4 separate regions of the Mus musculus genome follow, and regions 2, 3 and 4 are each linked to region 1. The links are chromatin contacts, called in public HiChIP or PLAC-seq and promoter capture Hi-C maps. All regions are on one chromosome and are shown on one strand. Each heading gives the region's core, a stretch centred on a gene start, on an enhancer-like site or on the middle of the called end of the contact. The rest is flanking DNA. Distances are from core to core; before and after follow the strand shown. Region 1 holds the start of Neu1 (neuraminidase 1). Region 2 holds the start of Ppp1r10 (protein phosphatase 1, regulatory subunit 10). Region 3 holds the start of H2-Oa (histocompatibility 2, O region alpha locus). Region 4 holds the start of Psmb9 (proteasome (prosome, macropain) subunit, beta type 9 (large multifunctional peptidase 2)).

Region 1 (5,185 bases), core at 2,014-4,513:
CATCTCACCTAACTAACTGCCTCTGCAGTTACCACACTGGCTCACTGGCGTTTGGAGCCCTCATCCTGTCCCTTGTGCAGATAGCCCGGGTTATCCTGGAGTATATCGACCACAAGCTAAGAGGTGAGCAGGTGGTGGGCTGAGCAGCCAGAGCCTTGGAAGGGCAGGCAGACAGGCAGAAGCTGGCGGCTAAGCGTGAGCTTCCTTTGTCCCCAGGATCCCAGAACCCTGTGGCCCGCTGCATCATCTGCTGCTTCAAGTGTTGCCTCTGGTGTCTGGAGAAGTTTATTAAGTTCCTCAACCGCAATGCCTACATCATGGTGAGCAAAACCTCCATCCGTCCCTGGCTCTGTGTCCCTCAGCCCGGGCTCCACCATCACTCGGGCAAGCTCACCAGAGGTGTGGCTCAGACCTTCCCTGCTCCTCACAGATCGCCATCTATGGAAAGAATTTTTGTGTCTCGGCCAAAAATGCCTTCATGCTGCTCATGAGGAATGTTCTCAGGTCAGACCGCCATGCCCCAGTGGGGTCTCCCACCCACTTCTCCCATCCCAAAGCTGGTCTCAGAAATGTCCTGTGCTTGGTCCAGTACCATGCCATCACCTGCCAGCACCCTCACCCCAGTCTGTCCTGACTTCTATGTAGGGTCGTCGTCCTGGATAAAGTCACTGATCTGCTGCTGTTCTTTGGGAAGCTGCTGGTGGTTGGAGGTGTCGGTAAGGGTCAAGACCAGGGTTTACGGGGTCAGGTGCCCCCTGGGGTGCACGAAGGGGGGGTCCTCAGAAGAACAGCACTGACCGCAGGACTCTTTCCCACAGGCGTTCTGTCCTTCTTCTTTTTCTCCGGTCGTATCAAGGGGCTGGGGAAAGACTTTGAGAACCCCAACCTCAACTATTATTGGCTGCCCATCATGGTGAGTGACACCTCTCTCTGCCCCACCCACATCCCCAGAGGAGCCTAGGGCTCCCAATCAGTCTTGTCTCTTGCAGACCTCCATCATGGGAGCCTACGTCATTGCCAGTGGCTTCTTCAGCGTCTTTGGAATGTGTGTAGATACGCTCTTCCTCTGCTTCCGTGAGTGCCCCCCTCCCCCAACCCTCCACCCACCCTCAAGCTCTTAGGCCTCCAGGCTTCTTTTAGAGACTGGTTGCTTGTAGCTTTGTGAGCTAAAGGAGCCAGAGGGAATGTCTTCAGACATTCTAAGGCTAGAGGTTTAGGAAGGAAAGAAGGGAATACACCCTGGGCATTCTCAGACAGGGGAAACTTCTCAGACGGAGGCCTGAGTTTAACACTTCCTAGGAGGTAGTCAGAGTGTGTGGTTTTTACTTAGGTTTTTTTTTTTGGGGGGGGGGGTCATGCATAGGGGTGAGACAGGAACAGACTATAGTACAGACTGACCCGGAACTAAGTCTATAGCTAAGGCTGACTCAAAGTCATGATCTTCCTACCTCAGCCCCCAAGTGCTGGAATTCTTGTGTTTTTTGACCTGGTGACAATGGTGACCATGATATAGAAGCCAGAGCCTTGGGCCTGAGAAGCAGGAATGGCCCTACCTCGGTAGCAGTCCCCCAGCCATGCACTAAGCAGTGGACATGAATATTTTATTGTTTTATGGGTTTTGCTTGTTGCTTCAATTTTATTTATTTACATCAGGCCTCTCTATGTATTCTTGGCTAGCTCCTACTATATAGACTAGGCTAGATCTAACTCAAACCAATCTCCTGGCCTTTGCCTCCCAAGCAATAGAATCATGGATATGCGCAACCATTCTCAAGACAGAGTTGTGCTGTGGAGACCTCAGGGGCCTTTGTAGTCTAAGTCCTCCCATGTCCACATTCTAAATGTCGGGATTACAGAGAAAGCCACCATGATGGTCTGGCATGTGATTTTTTTTTTTTTTTGTCTTGTTATCACCCTATGACATATACAGTTATTTATCCCACTTTGTGTGAGAAAAACAGGTTATACAGCCTGGTCTACAGCCAGCCAGGGAAGTTGTATCAAACTGCCTGAAGTGGCCCGGACAGGAAACCAGGATGTTTGGTTTATACACCCCAGATTATTTTGGGGTACAGTGGGGTGCCATTATCAGGATCCACCCTGACGGATCTACTTTGCCTCTCAGTCGAGGACCTGGAGAGAAATGATGGTTCCCAGGAGCGGCCTTACTACATGCCCAAGGCACTCCTGAAGATTCTGGGCAAGAAGAATGAGGCACCTACAGGGGGAAAGACCAGGAAGAAGTGAGAGACTCATCGTGACCTGGAAATGCAGCCCTCCTGTACAGAAGCCCTGCCGTCAATGCCTTGAGAATCACGATTTTGTAGAAAACAGATTTTATTAAAGACTAATATTTTATATTCTTGATAAGTTTATGGCTTTATTTTCAGTGAAAACTTGCTTCCTTTTTTTTTTTTTTTAATTAAAATCCAAATTGCTATCACACGATTCAATACCCAGTAAGAAAAACTTGTTCGGTGACTGAGGCCAGGAGACTGGGGTGTAACTCAGCTGGTAGAGTTTGCCTAGCATGGAAGGGTCCCCGGATTCTGTCTATAGCATAAGCAGGGCTGGGACACATGCCTGTAATCGGTACTTGGGAGGTACAGGCAGGAGCACTGGAATTTCCAAGTTATCTGTGTCTGTTTAGAGACAGAATTTTTCTGTGTAGCCCTGGCTATCCTAGAACTCACTCTGTAGACCAGGCTGGCTTAGAACTCAGGAAGGAGGGTGGCTCTTTTTTCATTCATTCGTCGCTTTTTTTTTTTTTTTTTTTTTTTAGCTTTTCAAGACAGGGTTTCTCTGTGTAGCCCAGGCTGGCCTCGAACTCAGAAATTTGCCTGCCTCTACCTCTGCCTCCCAAGTGCTGGGATTAAAGGCGTGCGCCACCACGCCCAGCTGCTTATTATTTTTAACCTAGTGATTCTAATCAGTGTTAGTCATGTGCTTAAGGGCATTGGGGTCATCCACTGGGACGTGGGGTACCATGGGCACACTCCTAAAGAAAAGTGCCTTTCTCTCCCCTAGCAGCCATCAACTGCCAAGATCTCCTCAGCTAGGAGTGGGGCTTCCCAACCCTAGGGACTCATACAAACTAGGAAGGTACTCTACCAACTGAGTCATATGCCATCCCTAACCTGTCTCTTCCACAAGGGGTCAGTGCCTTTCATAGCCGCCGGTTGCTTTAAAACACGCCCCGCCCCTTTCGTCACGTTCTGGCGTTAGAGCCAGTCAAAAGGCTCACACAGACTGGGGCCGCCTCTGGGTCACATGCTGATGGACTAATTGGAGTCGCGGCAGCGCGGGCTGCGGCCCCCAAGGGGAGGGGTCGGAGTGACGTGCGCGCTTTTAAAGGGCCGAGGTCAGCTGACGGCTTGCCACCGGTGACCAGTTCCTGGACAGGGATCGCCGGGAGCTATGGTGGGGGCAGACCCGACCAGACCCCGGGGACCGCTGAGCTATTGGGCGGGCCGTCGGGGTCAGGGGCTCGCAGCGATCTTCCTGCTCCTGGTGTCCGCGGCGGAATCCGAGGCCAGGGCAGAGGATGACTTCAGCCTGGTGAGCCTTGCTGCACCTGCAGAGGTGGCCACTGCCCAGCTCGGCCATCCCTCCGCGTGACACTCCTGCCCCTCCATCCCCTCCCAACACCTTTGCTTCCTTGGGCCCCTGGCTCAACTGTTATGGGGTCCTGCCCCTCATCCCTGAAGGTTCCTTCTCCCCTCGCAGCCTCTCCTTGCTCAGGAGCCTCCAGGTTCGGCCCATACTATCCTCTGGGCTCCCACCTCTTGTTCTAGGACACCCTTCACCCCTACTCAGGCTCCCCATTACCCTCTCTCATGGGAACCCTGGCTGGAGCCAGTACCTATCGGTCTTAGGTACCTTAAACCTCGTGAAGCTTGTCTGCATTGAGGTGTCCTTCTGCGCAGGTGCAGCCGCTGGTGACCATGGAGCAGCTGCTGTGGGTGAGCGGGAAGCAGATCGGCTCTGTAGACACTTTCCGCATCCCGCTCATCACAGCCACCCCTCGGGGCACGCTCCTGGCCTTCGCTGAGGCCAGGAAAAAATCTGCATCCGATGAGGGGGCCAAGTTCATCGCCATGAGGAGGTCCACGGACCAGGGTAACAAAGGCTCCCGGGTGGAAAGAGCGGGTGCTGGGTTGTATGGGTGATCGGGGTAGGGAGTTGGGGGTTCCCTTCATCAATGGAGCAGAGCCGAGCAGACCCCGGGGACCACTGAGCTGCTGGGCTGGTTGGGGTCAGGGGCTCACAGCGATCTTCCTGCTCCTGGCATCCGAGGCCAGGGCAGAGGATGACTTCAGCCCAGAGATAGAACTTTGGGGCTTGAGTCCCTAATGAGTTAGGGAAACCAGAGGATGAATTTTGTCCATAGTTTCTGTAACTAAGAACCAAGGTACTGAAAATGAGAATTATGTCTCAGGGGAATTAGCAGGAAATAATGTCAGAGAAAGAAGAAACATGGTTCTGGTGCCACATTGAGGTCCCCGGGGAGAGGCAGGAAGTAAACAACAACCCGTACAATTTTCTCTCTGCTCTTTTTTTTTTCTTCTTCTTCTAGGTAGCACGTGGTCCTCTACAGCCTTCATCGTAGACGATGGGGAGGCCTCCGATGGCCTGAACCTGGGCGCTGTGGTGAACGATGTAGACACAGGGATAGTGTTCCTTATCTATACCCTCTGTGCTCACAAGGTCAACTGCCAGGTGGCCTCTACCATGTTGGTTTGGAGTAAGGACGACGGCATTTCCTGGAGCCCACCCCGGAATCTCTCTGTGGATATTGGCACAGAGATGTTTGCCCCTGGACCTGGCTCAGGCATTCAGGTTTCACCCTGTGGATAGGAGGAGGGCAAGATCCCATGAATCAGATTTTTTTTCCTGAGTGGGGGCACCTTAGAAGGATGGCGTTCTGGAAGTTTCCATCTCGATTGTGGAGATGGAACTACCATTGACGTCTCACATGGAGACTGTCAACAGATCTGTCCTTAGCCTGTGCAGGGAAGAATTGGGTGCCATTGGGCAGACACGTACCTATATCACAATGCCCGGTGCCCAGCAGGGTCCATGAGCTCAGGTTAGAGAGACGTTCCCAAGGCTGGGTGGACACCTGCACTTGTCCAGTGGTGCATTCCACATGCATGTCCTAAGGGACTTCCAGGAAAGGGCAGTG
Region 2 (5,185 bases), core at 782-3,281, 990 kb after region 1:
ACCACAAGGTGGCTCACAACCACCCATGAGCTCTGACAACCCCTTCTGGTGTGTCTGAAGACAACTACGGTGTACTTATGTATAATAATAAATAAATCTCTTAATAAAAAAAAAAAAAAAGAAAAGAAAGCTGGGCGTGGTGGCGCACACCTTTAGTCCCAGCACTCCGCAGAGAGGCAGAGGCAGGAGGATTTCTGAATTCAAGGCCAGCCTGGTCTACAAAGTGAGTTCCAGGACAGTCAGGGCTATACAGAGAAACCCCGTCTCAAAATACCAAAAATAAATAAATAAAAAGAAAACACAAAGATTAATAATGGAGAGCTGGGCATGATTCATACAGATGAGAAAACCCCAAAGTCGCTGCGCTGATCAGTTTCTTAAAATGCTGCAGGTCAACATTCCACAGAGCAAAACAAATTTGCGTCCTAACGCTAGCTTTAAAGCCACCAAGCCTGTTATTACTTCGGTGGTAACCTCTGTCACTACTCTGTAGTCCCATTTTAGGGAGTGGCGTCGAGACAAGCCTTCCTATTCCTCCCTGCCCTGCGGAGAACCTCCAGGGTGGTGAGTACCTGAGGCTAAAGGGCAATCTCAATCCAGAGAGCAGAATGATCTCAAGCATGCTCTGATGGGGAAATGACGTGTGACGAGGTGGAGTAGGACTAGTGTACTTGCTTTTAATTCCATAATCTGGGAGGGAGAGGTAGAAAGCTCAGAAAGTACCTATGAGACCAACCTGGGCTGTCTCCCGAACACCGGGGAAAATCCTTAAAATAGGGTCCTTTGCTAAAAAAAAAACAACAACAACAAAAAAAAACCAAACACGTCCTGGGTGCCACTTCAGGCACCAACGACCTGGTTACAAACTGCCCATTTCCACAGGGGCAACCCCACCATTTAGTTCTTTTGCCTAATGGTAGTCGGGAGACGACGATGATAACCCGTAACCCTGGCTCTGACCCGAACGCTCGGTAGTTAGAAATCGCGCGCCGTAGGGGACGGAGGCTGGTGCAGGGCTGACACGTAGACATGTGGGAAAACCCATGCCCCTTGACTCCTCCTAATGGAAGGAAGATCGAAAGTATAGACACCACGGGGAGGTAGAGAAAACCCCTCCAACGTTTTACCTGAGCTACATAGGAACTTCGTAAGAGTGTAGGAACCAGCTTTAGAAGCGTGTGCCGCAAGGGGGCAGCCATCTTGACGCACACCGGACGTACGGCCTGCCGGAAGAGCGACTGCGCATGCTCGGGACACGCACTAGGGTGGGCCAAGGACACGCCCCGCAATGCGGAAGGCGGCTGCTCACATGTCTAAGGGCGGAAGCGTCAAGGGGCGGGGTCCACAGACGCGAATTTAAACTGCGTCACAATCGAACCAGCCTTCAAAATTGCATTTCTCCCGGACCAGTCACGATGAATCCTAGATTCCATGGTTAGTGTCTAACATGAAAGCAGATTTGATTGCGATTTTAACCAGGGTGCTCCCAGTGCGCATGCGTCGGGCCGTTTCGGCCAACCGAGGGCGACCCCGGGTCGCCGGAGCGGAAGTGGTGGAGGCAGAGGAAAGGGAGGTGCCGGACGCGGCGATCACGCGCTGGCGTAGAGGTGATAGCAAGGAGACGGAAGAGGGGAACCGAGGGAAGGGGGCTTCGGGAAGGTGGAGGAGGGACGTCCAATCCGCGGGCGACCCGGCTCGCACGCTGGCCAATCAGAGTTCGCCTCGCGCACAATGTGTCCCGGCGAGGGCGGTTCTCCATCACGTTAGGGTGCGTTGGGCGGTGGCCGGGTATAAAAGACTCCGCCCGAGCGGGCGGCCGCCATTCTGGGGTTCGTTTAGAGGTAAGTTTGGGTGCTCCGTCGCTTTGGAGGGTAACGTTTTGCCGAGAGCGGGCCGGGGGAACGGGGTGGTTTCGGATTTAATGGGCAGCCACGTTTTTCCCTAATGCGGCTGCGTCCTGCGACAACTTTGAAACGTTTAAAGGCGACCCGTACTGATTACACCTTCCTCCTTTTGTGTTCCTTTTACCCCAGGTTGAATTTTCTCGGAGAAAGACAGGCCGGCCATCAGGAAAACAAACAAGCCTCAGCAACATCTAAACCCTTGAAAGGATCCTGAGAGGGGGGAAAGGGAAATCAGCCACCAGCCCAACCACTCGTGTCTTCTGCCCCTCCCCACCTATCTTGCCCACCCCACCAGCCCACGCTGCTTGGGACTTGAGATCTGTGGCCGAAGGACCGTCACCACATAACTTCAAAAATAATCAACCACCTTCCCTGCCCAAACCTACCCAATCTCACTCATCCAGCATTTCCGTTTTGGAATCCACTCAGACTTTTTTTTTCAACGACCCCCTCTCCCTAAATGGAGTTGGGCGGGGGGGAAATGAAAACTGAGTTGGTCTTTACTTTTTTTAAAAGAGACTTTTTGATCCAATGAGGCCCCACAAGTAACTGAGTTTGGGTCCTGGTTGGTTGCTTTATTTTTTTTCCTCCAAAATTTTACCCCTCCCCCCTGAGCCCGAGGTGCTGACGTCGCAAAAAAATTGGATAGTAAGTGTCGAATTTTCAAAAACCAGCCTTGAACAAGAAATCAACGTTTCCCGTTGTGAAACCAAAAATAATGAGAGGAAGAAATGAGACCATAGAACAAATGTAGAGTACTGGAGAGAAGGACCAATCGGGTCTCTTAAATCTCCATTAAAGGTCCTGTGGGTCTAAACAGTCTTTGTTCTCTCTCCCCTACCACCTGCCTCTTCCCTGCTGTGGAGCAGGCAAGGGAGAGGGTGAAGGGAGGGCCAGCCAGTGAGGATTTTGACGGTTAACCCTTGATAATCCAGCAGATTTCCAGACTGCCAGAGCATAAGCCTTTGCGATAATAAGGAGGAATGGTTACCTTCCTCTGGTTAGCAGTCTTCAAAAGGGTTAATGAGCTCACATACAAAAGATGGTGGATCTTGTGGCCCAGAAGTCCCACTTCTTTGTGTGTGAGACAAGCAGAACGCCTTTCAATTTGCCAGATTAATAAGCAATCTGTACATAAAGATTGCAGGGTAAGGAGATGGGCAGAGAAATATTAGCTGGCTATGTCTTTAAAGTGACTGTTAAATCCTCTCTATTTTAATGTAATTTGCTTGGGATATATTGTGTGGTTAAAATAGGTGGCAATCTAGGAATAAAGATTGCAAGACACTTAAATTTAGGGCAAAAATCATAGTAACAAGTACATACAATAACATTTGGGGAGGTAAAGAATGTCTTGTGATTGTTTCAGCTTGCATAGGTTATTTAAAGGCAAAAGTGATTAACATTTTAACTTGATACTTTTTTAGTGGGTGGTGGATACAGCTAAGAGGGTGGAAAGGTTGGGAAATGTGGAACTCAGGAGTATAATTTTAAAAGCCATTAGTGCATTTGAATGCTATCTTTCTAGAAGATTGTGTCGTTAAAAGATTTTTTTTTTCCTCCCTGCTTCAAATATGGCGACTTTTCCTTGCTTGTCCTTTTGTCTTGCAAGCGGCGTTGCAGGTTGTGTCTTGACCCATTTTTCTCCTGTCCTCCCCCCTCGGTCCTATTTGTTGAGGGGTCCAAGTCCTACCACTTGGCTTTTGTAGGGAGGATTGGGATGGTCGGCGGTAGTAAGTTGAATTTTAGTTGCAAATTCAGATTCTTATCCCGCAGAAAATTGTATATTAATTGATTTTATTTTCAGTAATAGGCTCTTAAACTGATTTAAGATAGGTCAAGTTGAGGGTGGTGGTCAGAGGGATGGCTTCTGTTTGTTTTTTGTTTTTGTTTTTTTAACTTAGTGCCTTACAGTGTTAAGTAAAGCTACCGGCAGATCTGCCCGGCCTTTTAAATTTTGAATCTTCTCCATAACAAAATGGCGTCCCTCTCCTTTGTTTTTCTCCTTTGCCAGTCAGCTTAGGGCTTCCCTAGACGCTTGGTCAAGGGGGTGGAGCCACCGTGAAAGGTGATGTAATCAGCTTGCTTCCTCTGAAGACTCCGCCCCCAAGCAGCTGTCTTCTCTCCCTTTGCAGATTGCTGTTGGGGAGAATACGTTTTGGGTTTTTTTTTTTTTTTTTTTTTTTCTTGTTTCTTTTATCTTATATGATAAATCTTCCAGGGATAAAAGCTTAATGAGCACTAGGGATGGAGGCTGTCCAGGTCCTTGTGTATGTAGCTCTAGGTTTTGTGTTAAAAGTCAGCCCATTGCCTTGGTTTCACCTTCCACTCATCACAACTGCTTGGACCTATTCCGTGCTTCAGTGGACAGGGGTGGAAAAAAGCTCAACCCCGACTGCTTTAGAGAGACTTGGGCAAGACGCAGGGCCTGAGGGAACTGCAGTGTGCCATGCTGTTCAGGAAGGGTCCTTACACTACCTGGGTATTGGTTGCTTTGTAACAGTCTGGGGAAAGGGTGGGTACTGGTAGGACTTTCTTGTAAACCATCCTTATTCTCACCTCTCAGTTTGGGGATAAACTCTTTGTGCTCAGTGCCATCACCTGCAGTTGCTTAGTTCCTGTATGTTGGCACTAGGATGAGAAGTGAATCTTTAGGAAAGGAGGCTGCAGTTTAAACTCGAGGCAGGGGGAGTCAAGCTACGGTTTCTGGTAAGCAAAACATTTCTGGTATTACATTTCACAACCTTTCTTTTTCCCAAAGAGCCACCTTTTCGAATTTCTTTTTTCCTTCCTTCCTAAAAAGAAATTCTGTTAAAGCATCGAGGAAAGGAATGTCCTCTTTTCCTCCCTGCTGAGTGCTGGGGCTGCCGTGCATGTTGCGAGCCACGCCCTCCAGGGCAGTATTGGGTGTCTGGTTCTTTATCTCTTTCCCCAGCTTTTTCAAAGTCAAGTCTTTGACAGTTTCTTCATATACTTTTCATTTTTTATTTTAAGTCCTGGGTGGAGTTTCTAGACAGAGTTTATAAGCCTTTTGTCCTGCTGTCCTACCGTGACTTGGGTACAGCAGGGCTCATTTTCTGCTGGGTGTGGATTCTCATTATTGCTTGGACTTCTGATTGAATGGGAGGGCCTCTTCCACATGTCTATTTACCACACGTCTTTTTTATCTTTTAAGCAGTTTGCCAGGTGCCTCTGCAGTGCACCTACCTTGGGATCTGAATAGTCCACCACTGGGTCCTGATGTCTAGTGAGCAGGGATTAGTAAAAAGGCCTTAGGTGGG
Region 3 (5,185 bases), core at 741-3,240, 840 kb before region 1:
GCAGAACAAAATTTCCATTTTTCAGGCAGAAAACAGATTTATTAAGTCTGCAATTCACTTTGAGGGGCAGTGGCCAGGGGGCTCACATTTTTTACTGTTATTTCATCCTGTTGTCTTATTTTTAAAAAGATGTATTTCTTTGTTGTACATGGTGTGTTGCCTGCATGCATGTCTGTGGACCACTGAATTTCTGATAACTGGGGTTACAGATAGTTGTAGGACACCATGTGGGTATGAAGAGCCAAGCCTGGGACCTCTGGAAGAGCAGCCAGTGCTTTTAACCTCTGGGCCATCTCTCCAGTCCATCTTGATATGTTTTTTGAGACAGAACCTAGTCTTATATTTGTGCGATCTTCCTCCGCCTGTTCCGTGCTGAGATTATGGGTGTGGACTGGGACTCCTGGCTCAAAAGCCTTCACGTATTTAGAAATAAAAACGCACTTGGGCAGCCTCCCTTGATGAGTTGCTGGGTGACCCCATCTCAAAATCACTCCTCTCTATTCAGCCATTACTAAACAGAGAAGCCACCGAGGTAGCCATGGTTTCTCTAAGACATACCCACCTCTTGCCCCGCTGACCTGGGACTCCAGCTGCACTGTCACTGGAAGAGAGACTTGGTTCAGGGCTGGACCAAGGCTGTGAGTAGGTCCCCTCATTCATGCAGACATCTGCAGAGAGTACACTGTGTCCCCTGGAGTTGCAGTTACAGAATGTCGTGAGCAGCCTCTTGAGGGCGCTGTTTCCCAAACTCTGGTCCTCTGGCAGAGCAGCGTGGGATTTTAAGGCTGAGTATTTCCCAGCCTGCCCACCCACTGCATCTTTTGAGATGGCTCTGCTGCTGACCCTAAAGCCCTAGAGCTCACCTGTTTGGCTAGACTGGCTGGCTAGCCAGTTACACGGATCTCCCTGTCTCTGCCCCGCCACGGCTGAGGGTTTACAGACATGTGCCACCATGCCTGGCTTTTTCGGTGTGTTGGGAATCCAAACTCACGTCCTTGTGCTTGTGTGGCAAGCACTTTACCCACAGAGCCACCTCCGCAGCACCCGGAACGAGTATTTGTTACAAACTTCACTGAGCCAAAGCAACTCGCTGGAGCCAAAGTCGCAGACTTCTCAGACAGCGTCAAGCTTGAAAACCCTTGATTTCAGCCTCTTTGGAAGATGGCTGCCACAAGTTTGATGGAAGTTCTCTTTACCCATTTCTATTTCCTTTCTCTTTTTTGAGACAAAGTTTCTCTATGTAGCCTGGCTGGCCTGGAACTTACTGTGTAAACCAGGCTGCCATTGAACTCATAGAGATTCACCTGCCTCAGCCTCCAGAGTGCTGGCATTAAAGGCGTGGCCTGAATCTCTCTATTTACTGTATTGACTGAGTCCTTCCAGTGCCAGCCATTGGCTGAGTTCACCAATAGGCAAACGCTAGGTGCATGCGGACCCTGGTCAACCTCTGGCCAGCGTGCAAGAGGGTGTCTGGGGACTAGAAGGGACAAATGGAGACCACCAATGTCCTCTGCCCACCCCATGTCACTTGTAGGAACTGCCTGTAGTGTTCCTTCAGGGGGAGCATCTTCAGCCGTTACACAGTCTTCCTTACAGATAAAATAAAATAATGTTTTTGAAAATGATTTACAAATATAAGAGTTTCTATGCTGTGATTTATTATATCCAATGATCTCCCTTTAAAAGTTCTTAGTGTGTTTTGTTTTATATTTTACCCCCCAAAATTTCCAGAGGGACCCACAGGAAAAATCAGGTTCTATCATGGACCAGATGGAGGCTTTGCCCAGCATAGCCATTTGGTGCTCTGTGACTTCTCTGCTCCTTCCTGAAGCCCCTTCTTGAAAGGTGAAGTGACAGATGACCCATGGCCTCCACTCTCCACCTTCTCACCCAGACTCTTTACTTCCTTGCCCAGCAACAAACCCATTATCTCAGAGAACTGCTCTGATTGGCTGCTTACCGCAAGGGTCTTCCCCTAACCTGGACTCTGTTTCTTTTTACCTCGATCTTGCTCCCTTGCTTCCCAAACAGACGTTGTTAGAGCCACTCACCCCAGCAATGGTCCTTTTTGTGGAGCTGGTCCCGGTACTCCTAACCGCAATGAGCTTCCTGAGTCCCCGAGGAGTAAGGGCCATCAAGGGTAAGTGCTGGGGACACCTGGGAGTGGGAGAGTACAGCACAGGGGAAAGTGTCTCTCTCTGTGTCGGGTATATGGCAACTCCCTCCACCTGCAGACAAATCCCTGCCACCTCCATTGTGGGCCTAACCACTGGGCTGAGGCTGGGTCTCTTCTGGGCTTCTTTTACATTCAGAGCCCCCCTCAGCTCTTCCTCTTTTCTGAGATCCGTGCCCTCACCCGCCTCACTGCAGAGCACCCTGGCTCCTGAACCACTTCCTGGCTGCAACAAGCAGTTCTCATCCAGCTTTGTTGCAGTGTTTTGGTTTTCCCCGTTTGTTTTCTGTCACGCTGGGCTCATGACAGTCCCTTACATTCCTCAGAAGTGTAGAGCTCTGAAAGAGTCAGTGGAAATGTAGCCCTGACACCAGGAAACAGCACTTTGTCGAGGGTGAGACCTATTAATCAACACTCCCAGATGGAAGGTGGAATGTAAAGTTTGAATCTTGGGGTGTTTGTTTGTTTGTTTGTTTCTTTATTAAATTGGCTTTTTGAGACAGGGTTTCTCTGTGTAGCCCTGGCTGTCCTGGAACTTACTCTGTAGACCAGGCTGGCCTCAAACTCAGAAATCTGCCTGCCTCTGCCTCTCAAGTGCGCCGTTGCTGCTGCCAGGATTGAACTCCTGACTTTATGTCCTGTGTTATCTTACAATACTTTGGGAACTTCTCTCTCCCTCCATGTGTTAATGAGGCAGAGTTTCATTGAACTAGGCAGCCCACGCTGGTCTTGAACTTCTGATCTTTCTGTCTCTACCCTCTCTGTGCTGGGGTTGTAGGGATGTGCTGTCATGCCTGGCTTGTGGAAAGCGGCCCTTTTCCTCACCCTGGTCTCTGGATCATGGATATTATTACATCATGCTCCTGTCTGTCACTGTCCCTCACCCACTCCTATGCTAGCTTTCTTTCCCAAAAGCTCCCTTCAGTGCTTCCCCTTAACCATTTCCTCCTCGCCCCAAATTTACCATCTTACACACAAGGTCTGACAGGGTGGCTGCCTCTACAGCTACAGCAGATGATGGAGGCCTGGAAACCTGACACCATCTCCTGTGGGCTGTCTCTCCTTTTCCCAGCCTGCTTTGTCAGCTCCACCCATGCATGCAGTGGCCACGCCCCCTCTGCCCTCCCCCTTTCGTGTCTCTGGAACTTTTCAAGGGGCTGCTATGGCTTTGCAGGGCTGTCCTCACCCCACAGCCCAGGATGAGACCAGGCTGAGACTCAGAAGCTGAGACATGCTTCTCTCAGCTCCCATCCTTCCCTCACCCAATACAGCCGACCACATGGGCTCCTATGGACCGGCCTTCTACCAATCTTACGACGCTTCTGGACAGTTCACACACGAATTTGACGGGGAACAAATTTTCTCCGTGGATCTGAAGAACGAGGAGGTCGTGTGGCGTCTGCCTGAGTTTGGAGACTTCGCCCACTCGGACTTTCAGAGTGGGCTGATGAGCATTTCCATGATCAAAGCTCATCTGGACATCTTGGTGGAACGCTCCAACCGAACCAGAGCTGTCAGCGGTACCTGGCCCTCCCTCCACCCCACCTAACTAGGCAGGGAAGGTGATGGACAGAATCCCCAACCCCTCTTCAGAATCCTGCCCTCCCCTCCCCTCCTGCCCCAGGAAGATCCCAGAACGTTTCTGCAGGTGGCCACACGGGAGGAAGTATCCCTTAATCTCGGCTCTAGTAAGACCAAGAGCTGTGAGGGACGGGACTTTGGGATTTAGGTTCTCATTCCTCCTAGTGCCTCCCAGAGTGACCGTTCTCCCCAAGACTCGTGTGGAGCTCGGAAAGCCCAACGTCCTCATCTGCATCGTGGATGATATCTTCCCGCCTGTGATCAATGTCACCTGGCTGCGCAACAGCCAGCCCATCACTAAGGGAGTGGCCCAGACCAGCTTCTACTCTCAGCCTAACCACAGGTTCCGGAAGTTCCACTACCTGACCTTCGTGCCCTCTGCGGAGGATGTGTACGACTGCAAGGTGGAACACTGGGGCCTGGATACACCGCTCCTCCAGCACTGGGGTAGGGAGCACCCTGCCCCAGCCTGTTCACGTCTGTGTCTCCACTACTCCAGATCCCTTCCTGTGTCCTCTGACCCTTGCTTTCTTTCCTTAGAGCCCCAAGTGCTTACCCCACCACCGGACACCATAGAGACCCTGATCTGTGGCCTGGGCCTGGTTCTCGGCCTTATGGGCTGCCTCCTGGGCACCGTGCTCATGATCACAGGCACACGCAGGCCCAGTATCCGCAGGTGCAGAAGCCCCGGGAGTCTGTGGGCAAAGGGAGGAAGGCGTGGAGAGTAGATGGGGGACGCCGGGGGTGGGGGTTGGGGGTGGAGGAGACAGAGGAAGGGGGAGGAGCTAGAAAAGCGGGAATTTGGAGAAGTGGGTGTGCGAATGTGAATGGCTTCGGTCACCTGGGTTTCGCGACTTTAGGTAACTTCTCTTCTGAGAAACCCTTGAGAGATGATTCCTGGCGGACTTCTGGAAGCTTCTGCGTGCTCAGCGGCAGCCTGTGACAGTGTTGACCTCGAGTGGCATCAACCTCTGTTCACCAAATCCCAGGAGAACATTGTGGGCGCAGTCTCCTGCCCTGGTACCCCATTTCACTCACAGCTCCAGTGCCATCCACAGCTCTGGCAGCCGCACTAAATTCTCTTAAGAGTCCTTGCGTGTGTCCTTTTCACGGGGTCAGTACTTACAGGTCAGGGACGCCTGAGCATCAAGAGGAGTTCTGGGTGGTGACCACCCAGCGGGGCCACATTAGTAAATGTTTTTATGCCATCTCACCTGTGCCTTGTTGACCCATAGTGTGGTACGATTCAGGCTTCAAGGAAATGGGCACAGAGTATCCAATTATTGCAACTCCCCCAATCAAGGGCTTTTGTAGGGCAGCAGGGAGGAAGTCTCACAGGGACTCTGCTCCTACTTGAACACCACCTCTCTTTTGGACATTTCCTGGCATCCTGTGACTGACAGACAGCTGCCTAAGACGCAGCATGGCCAC
Region 4 (5,185 bases), core at 1,969-4,468, 740 kb before region 1:
GATGTGCACTTTTCAAGTCAGCACAGGGGAGGTGGAGTCACTACCGTGATTTCCTCTTCACAGACGCAGAACACTGGCTCCCAGACACTCCAGTGGGAGCTCAAAGCTGGCAGAGCCACGCAGTTGGGGAGTTTTAGCGGGAGGGGAGTCAGGACCCCAGGGCTTTGTACCCGTGTAGCTCCAGCTGGTAGGCGGCCATGTCAGCTATGGCTTGGGCATCAGCAGCGGAACCTGAGAGGGCACAGAAGATGTGCTGGTGCAGAGGGGAGAGCTTGTCGAACACGCGGTTCACCACTGCTGTTCTGTAAGGAAGAACCAAACGTTCAAGTTGGTTTAAAAAGATAATTGTAGAGCTTGCAATGCTTAGGTTAAAGCAGGAAAAAAAAAAAAGACATCTCAGATCAGTAAGTCACTGTAGTAATCAAAGTTAGATGTGCTTGGCTCTGTGTGTGTGTGTGTGTGTGTGTGTGTGTGTGTCGAGGGGAGGTGTAGCCCAGGTGGTAGAGTACCTACCTGGCACGCACAAAGCCCAGCATAGCATGAGGTGGGCATGGCGGCCATACTTGTACTCCTAGCACTCAGAAGGTAGAGTCAGGAGGAACAGGAGTTCAAGGCCAGCCTTGACTACATAGCAAGTTTGAGGTCAACCTGGGCTACAGGAGAGATCCTATTTTAGAGACTATACTCACAAAACACTAGACTTTTAAAAATAGATTTGTTTATCTTTATTTCATGTCCATTGGTGTTTTGACTGCATGTTTGCCTGTGTGAGGGTGTCAGCTCCCCTGGAACTGGAGTTACAGACAGTTGTGAGCTGCCATGTGGGTGCTGGAAATTGAACCCCGGGTGGTAAGGAAGAGCAGTGCTCTTAACCACTGAGCCATCTCTCCAGACCCAAAATATTAGACTTTTAAAGACTTATTTTTTTTTTTTATAACAAAACAACAAAAGAACACCTAGGCAAGAAAAGTGTGCTTCTATGGCAGGCAGTGGTGGCTCACGCTTTTAATCCCAGCACTTGGGAGGCAGAGGCAGGCGGATTTCTGAGTTCGAGGCCAGCCTGGTCTACAAAGTGAGTTCCAGGACAGCCAGGGCTACACAGAGAAACCCTGTCTCTAAAAACAAAAAGTGAAACAAGAGAAAAAAATTGCCTCTTTCCAGAATTTCCTTGCAGTTCATCACTTTGAGGGGCAACGGTGGTTCTATGGAACATGGCAGAAACAGCATGGATGTCATCCCAGTCTGACTTGTGTGTGAGCAAACTAGCCAGGACGGGAGACCAATCAAACTTACTTCAAACTCAGGCAAATGAGTGAGATAACTGCTTCAGAAAACCACCATTTATCTTTTATCCTAACTGCAGATAACACAGTCCATCTACAACCTACCCGTGTCCCTCCGAGATACTATTTCTTTATGTCCATCAAGCTACAAAATATTCATGAATGCCATGGATTCAGAGGCCCAGACGCCTCTCCATCAATGCATTATGATACTTTTTTGGAAAGATCAGCTTCATTTCTTGGAAGGTTATCATACTCCTCAGAAGTGGGCAAGAAAAATGTGCACTTAGGGCCACCAGCTTCCCTCCAACACACGGGCCTTTGACACTACTCACCCCGCTGACACCCGGGAATCAGAGCCCACCACGACACCCCCGTCAAACTCCACTGCCATGATGGTTGTCTGCAGAGAGACAGTACGAAAAGTCAGAGCTAGGAGCGTCTTGAGCCTCCATCTTAAGGAGGAGAAAATGTCCATGCAGGAGGTGACCGACTCAAGGTCACCCTGAAAAGCAAGGATGGTTCCTGGAGGCAGACACAATCTGCATGAGGAGAGCAAGAACTGAGAGGAAGGCCCAGGAAACCGGCCCCGCTGCTTGTGAATTGCGTACCACATGCATCATTACTGTGAATTACTGTGACACAAGACCAGGTCTTTCCTGGTCCTGGATCCCCCACCTGCAACCTTACTTTATCAGAAGGGGAGCCTTAGTGTTACTGAACAAGGGACACAGAGAGGCCGGGGGTTAACATGGCCAGGAGTCGAGACACAGAAGCAGCAAGGATCCTTCAGGTAGGGCACAAATTTCACTTAAGCGAAGTCTCTGCAGCCAGGGGAAAGGACTTCTGGATAGCAGAGTTTTTCCAGGTCAAGGAAAGAATTACGGATAAGTGAAGGAGGGTAGACACATCTACTTCCCCCACACCTTCTAGGTTAAAAGGCACCTTAGGAGACCCTTGGGTGCACTGAGAAAACTGACTTATGGAGACGAATGAGCTTCCCAAGTTGACTCAGGTCTCACTCTGAACCCTTGATTGATTTGATTTCTAAGTCCCACAGCTCCGTGGCAGCGAGGGAGACTTTTTCCAACCTTTCTGTCCACTCCATGTCGTTCTGATCTCCGGGGACCCTGCCCGCGAGTGTGCTTTCTGAGCACAAGTAAAAGGCCAGAAATGTCCACTTTGTTCCTCCACACCATGTTAACACTGTGGTTGGTGGCTTTTAGAGAGCAGAAACCAGCTGCCATCTTCCCAGCTCCTAGGTCTGGGCAAAGTTCTCAGGCAAGCATGGGAATGACGGTGTTGGGACAGGGTGGGGTGGAGTGTGCTGCAGGGCAGCACCTGGAACAAGGAGGACCACCGATCATCCCCATCTCCCCCTCAATCCTGGCGCCAGAGAGCTTGTCCTCACTCAGGGTGGGGGCTGTCTGGGGCTAGGTTAAGCAAAGATCTGTATGATGTGTAGGTAGGTCCTTTTCAGTGAGCCTCCATATTACCTTCTCTCAGGTGCTTCATCCAGGACACCTCAGCACCTCTTTTGCAGGGGTCCCCAAGCCCCTCACTTGATTTAGCCAGTAACCCCAACTGCGCAGTCTAGAGTGAAAGCGAAAGCGCTTTGGAGCAACTTCCCTTAGACGCTTCCAGCTCAAGCCAAAGAACGCACCTTCTCACCAGCTTCGCATGCGGATCCCTCCACAGACCCCTGGACACCACACTTCTGAGCAGGGATACCCTACGTTCACTGTGGAGCGCAAGCGCTGGGCGCTACAAGCTTCCTAAGTCTCTTGGTTTACTTCCAGAGCTTTAGGGGTCCCTGATCACTCCACCCGCTGACTCTCACCCCGAGACCCATTACCCCGGTGTGGACTTCTTCCGTCCGGAACGAGCCGGCGGTAGGTGCTCCTGCCCGCAGCATCTCAGCAGAGCGGGGCTCGGCTTTCCAATCAGCGGCTGCGCGCGGTGCAGGCAACTTGCAGACTGAGGCCCCGCCCCATCATCGCGCAAGGGGCGTGCCGTTCTACCAGCATTTGGCGCCCAGAGCAAACCTGAGCAGGGCAAATCTGCCCAGAGACAGGTGACGACAGAGGGTCCTGCCCTCAATCTGGGGTGGGGCCTGGGATGGGAAAATTCACGCAAGCAAGTTAAGGGGGCTGGGGAAGAAGAGGAGAATGAGATTCATGGAGAAGAACACGACAGGCCAGGGCTGCTAGGCAGAACTCCAACTACAGCTTCAGCGGCAGCTTCCAGAACAGCCTGAGCAAGCCAGTCTCAGAAGGAGGCGTGTCTAGTGATTCGAGGTCGGCTTTCGGTTTCTTCTTCCTCTAAACGCCAGCACTTCTAGTCAGCTCCACCAGCTCGAGCGGGTTCCCGGGACTTTACGCGCACGCCCTCGGACCCGCCCTTCTTCCTTCCCCACGGAGACTCCTGTGCAGCGCGGACGTCGAGAGTCCCAGGCTAGGACCAGACTCTGGACAGCTCACGCTCGATGGCTGCGCACGTCTGGCTGGCGGCCGCCCTGCTCCTTCTGGTGGACTGGCTGCTGCTGCGGCCCATGCTCCCGGGAATCTTCTCCCTGTTGGTTCCCGAGGTGCCGCTGCTCCGGGTCTGGGTGGTGGGCCTGAGTCGCTGGGCCATCCTAGGACTAGGGGTCCGCGGGGTCCTCGGGGTCACCGCAGGAGCCCATGGCTGGCTGGCTGCTTTGCAGCCGCTGGTGGCCGCACTGAGTTTGGCCCTGCCTGGACTTGCCTTGTTCCGAGAGCTGGCCGCCTGGGGAACACTCCGGGAGGGTGACAGCGCTGGATTACTGTACTGGAACAGTCGTCCAGATGCCTTCGCTATCAGTTATGTGGCAGCATTGCCCGCAGCCGCCCTGTGGCACAAGTTGGGGAGCCTCTGGGCGCCCAGCGGCAACAGGGACGCTGGAGACATGCTGTGTCGGATGCTGGGCTTCCTGGGCCCTAAGAAGAGACGTCTCTACCTGGTTCTGGTTCTCTTGATTCTCTCTTGCCTTGGTAAGGGAGACTGGGTGAAAGAGCAGGCCACAGGGGACAGGGCAATGGGCATTCCAGGCAGAAAGGGAGAGTAAAGTAGTCCCGGGAAGCGTCAGAGACACTAAGGAGGCAACTTAGGCGGAAAGAGAAGGACCCAGGCCCGAGAAGGGGTCCAGACAAGGGCGTTGGGGACAGGGTCTTCTGGGAGCAGAACTTCACATCATAGCCCAAATGTGAAGGTTTCTTTCCACACCGCCATCTTCTCCTCTCCTCTTCTCTCTCCTCTCCTCTCCTCTCCTCTCCTCTCCTCTCCTCTCCTCTCCTCTCCTCTCCTCTCCTCTCCTCTCCTCTCCTCTCCCCTCCCCTGCCCTCCCCTCCCCTCCCCTCCCCTCCCCTCCCCTCCCCTCCCCTCCCCTCCCCTCCCCTCCCCTCCCCTCCCCTCCCCTCCCCTCCCCCTTCCCCTCTTTTCTATTCTTTCCTTTTTGAGATAGGGTCTTTCTTTGTAGCTTTGGCTCTTCTGGAATTCATTATGTAGCCCAGGTTGGTCTCAAACCCAGAGAGATCTGCTCGCTTCTACTTGGAGTGCTGGGATTAACAGCCTGTGCCCCCAAGGTCTGCTAACCGCCCTCAAGTAGCCCTTGAGAAGTTTGATGTAGCCGAGCAGGCTTGGGTCTGTGAACAGGCTTGGGTCTGGGAGCTCAGCTTCCTGGATAGTGGTGAAGGGAGAGGGGCAGAAGTTGCGGGTAGTTTGCTCATAATGTTTGTGACTGAGGTGTCTCTCCTCTCTCCCCAGGGGAAATGGCCATTCCCTTCTTCACGGGCCGCATCACTGACTGGATTCTTCAGGATAAGACAGTTCCTAGCTTCACCCGCAACATATGGCTCATGTCCATTCTCACCATAGCCAGGTGT

The links. Promoter capture Hi-C pulls out the DNA fragments that hold promoters and counts their contacts. HiChIP or PLAC-seq counts read pairs in DNA pulled down with a chosen protein or histone mark.
Region 2: a contact with region 1 is called in a FOXA1 HiChIP or PLAC-seq map of pancreatic cancer cells. The contact joins the promoter of Ppp1r10 here to the promoter of Neu1 in region 1. A contact is called at or near these places in 1 of 115 datasets of contacts at active chromatin or transcription factors (pancreatic cancer cells) and 1 of 9 other capture datasets (adipose tissue).
Region 3: a promoter capture Hi-C map of liver shows a contact between it and region 1, with 3 times the contacts expected there. The contact joins the promoter of H2-Oa here to the promoter of Neu1 in region 1. A contact is called at or near these places in 5 of 39 promoter capture datasets (hippocampal neurons, liver, maxillary cranial neural crest and 2 more).
Region 4: an H3K4me3 HiChIP or PLAC-seq map of craniofacial prominence shows a contact between it and region 1, with 4 times the contacts expected there. The contact joins the promoter of Psmb9 here to the promoter of Neu1 in region 1. A contact is called at or near these places in 4 of 39 promoter capture datasets (the 3T3-L1 cell line, embryonic stem cells, liver and 1 more), 3 of 115 datasets of contacts at active chromatin or transcription factors (bone marrow-derived macrophages, craniofacial prominence and microglia) and 1 of 9 other capture datasets (adipose tissue).

What each region holds. Positions count from the first base shown.
Region 1 is chr17:34,927,990-34,933,174 of GRCm38.p6, forward strand. It overlaps Neu1 (neuraminidase 1), which reads left to right and starts at 3,264. Exons shown (of 6, transcript NM_010893.3): 1 at 3,264-3,558; 2 at 3,927-4,119; 3 at 4,577-4,839. The coding sequence starts at 3,418. It overlaps Slc44a4 (solute carrier family 44, member 4), which reads left to right. Exons shown (of 21, transcript NM_023557.3): 15 at 29-123; 16 at 217-320; 17 at 431-504; 18 at 646-716; 19 at 819-913; 20 at 990-1,074; 21 at 2,126-2,447. The coding sequence ends at 2,247.
Region 2 is chr17:35,915,165-35,920,349 of GRCm38.p6, forward strand. Ppp1r10 (protein phosphatase 1, regulatory subunit 10) reads left to right here and starts at 2,032. Exons shown (of 19, transcript NM_001163818.1): 1 at 2,032-2,552. Mrps18b (mitochondrial ribosomal protein S18B) reads right to left here and starts at 1,276. Exons shown (of 7, transcript NM_025878.2): 1 at 1,128-1,276. The coding sequence starts at 1,199. Mir1894 (microRNA 1894) reads left to right here and starts at 2,725; the gene lies at 2,725-2,805.
Region 3 is chr17:34,090,389-34,095,573 of GRCm38.p6, forward strand. It overlaps H2-Oa (histocompatibility 2, O region alpha locus), which reads left to right and starts at 1,991. Exons shown (of 5, transcript NM_008206.2): 1 at 1,991-2,140; 2 at 3,445-3,693; 3 at 3,920-4,201; 4 at 4,295-4,430; 5 at 4,615-4,846. The coding sequence starts at 2,059. The coding sequence ends at 4,618. BC051537 (cDNA sequence BC051537) reads right to left here and starts at 4,921. Exons shown (of 5, transcript NR_046183.1): 1 at 4,881-4,921; 2 at 4,596-4,725; 3 at 2,052-2,157.
Region 4 is chr17:34,184,112-34,189,296 of GRCm38.p6, forward strand. Psmb9 (proteasome (prosome, macropain) subunit, beta type 9 (large multifunctional peptidase 2)) reads right to left here and starts at 3,219. Exons shown (of 6, transcript NM_013585.2): 1 at 3,139-3,219; 2 at 1,619-1,686; 3 at 171-302. The coding sequence starts at 3,198. Tap1 (transporter 1, ATP-binding cassette, sub-family B (MDR/TAP)) reads left to right here and starts at 3,445. Exons shown (of 11, transcript NM_013683.2): 1 at 3,445-4,294; 2 at 5,067-5,181. The coding sequence starts at 3,769.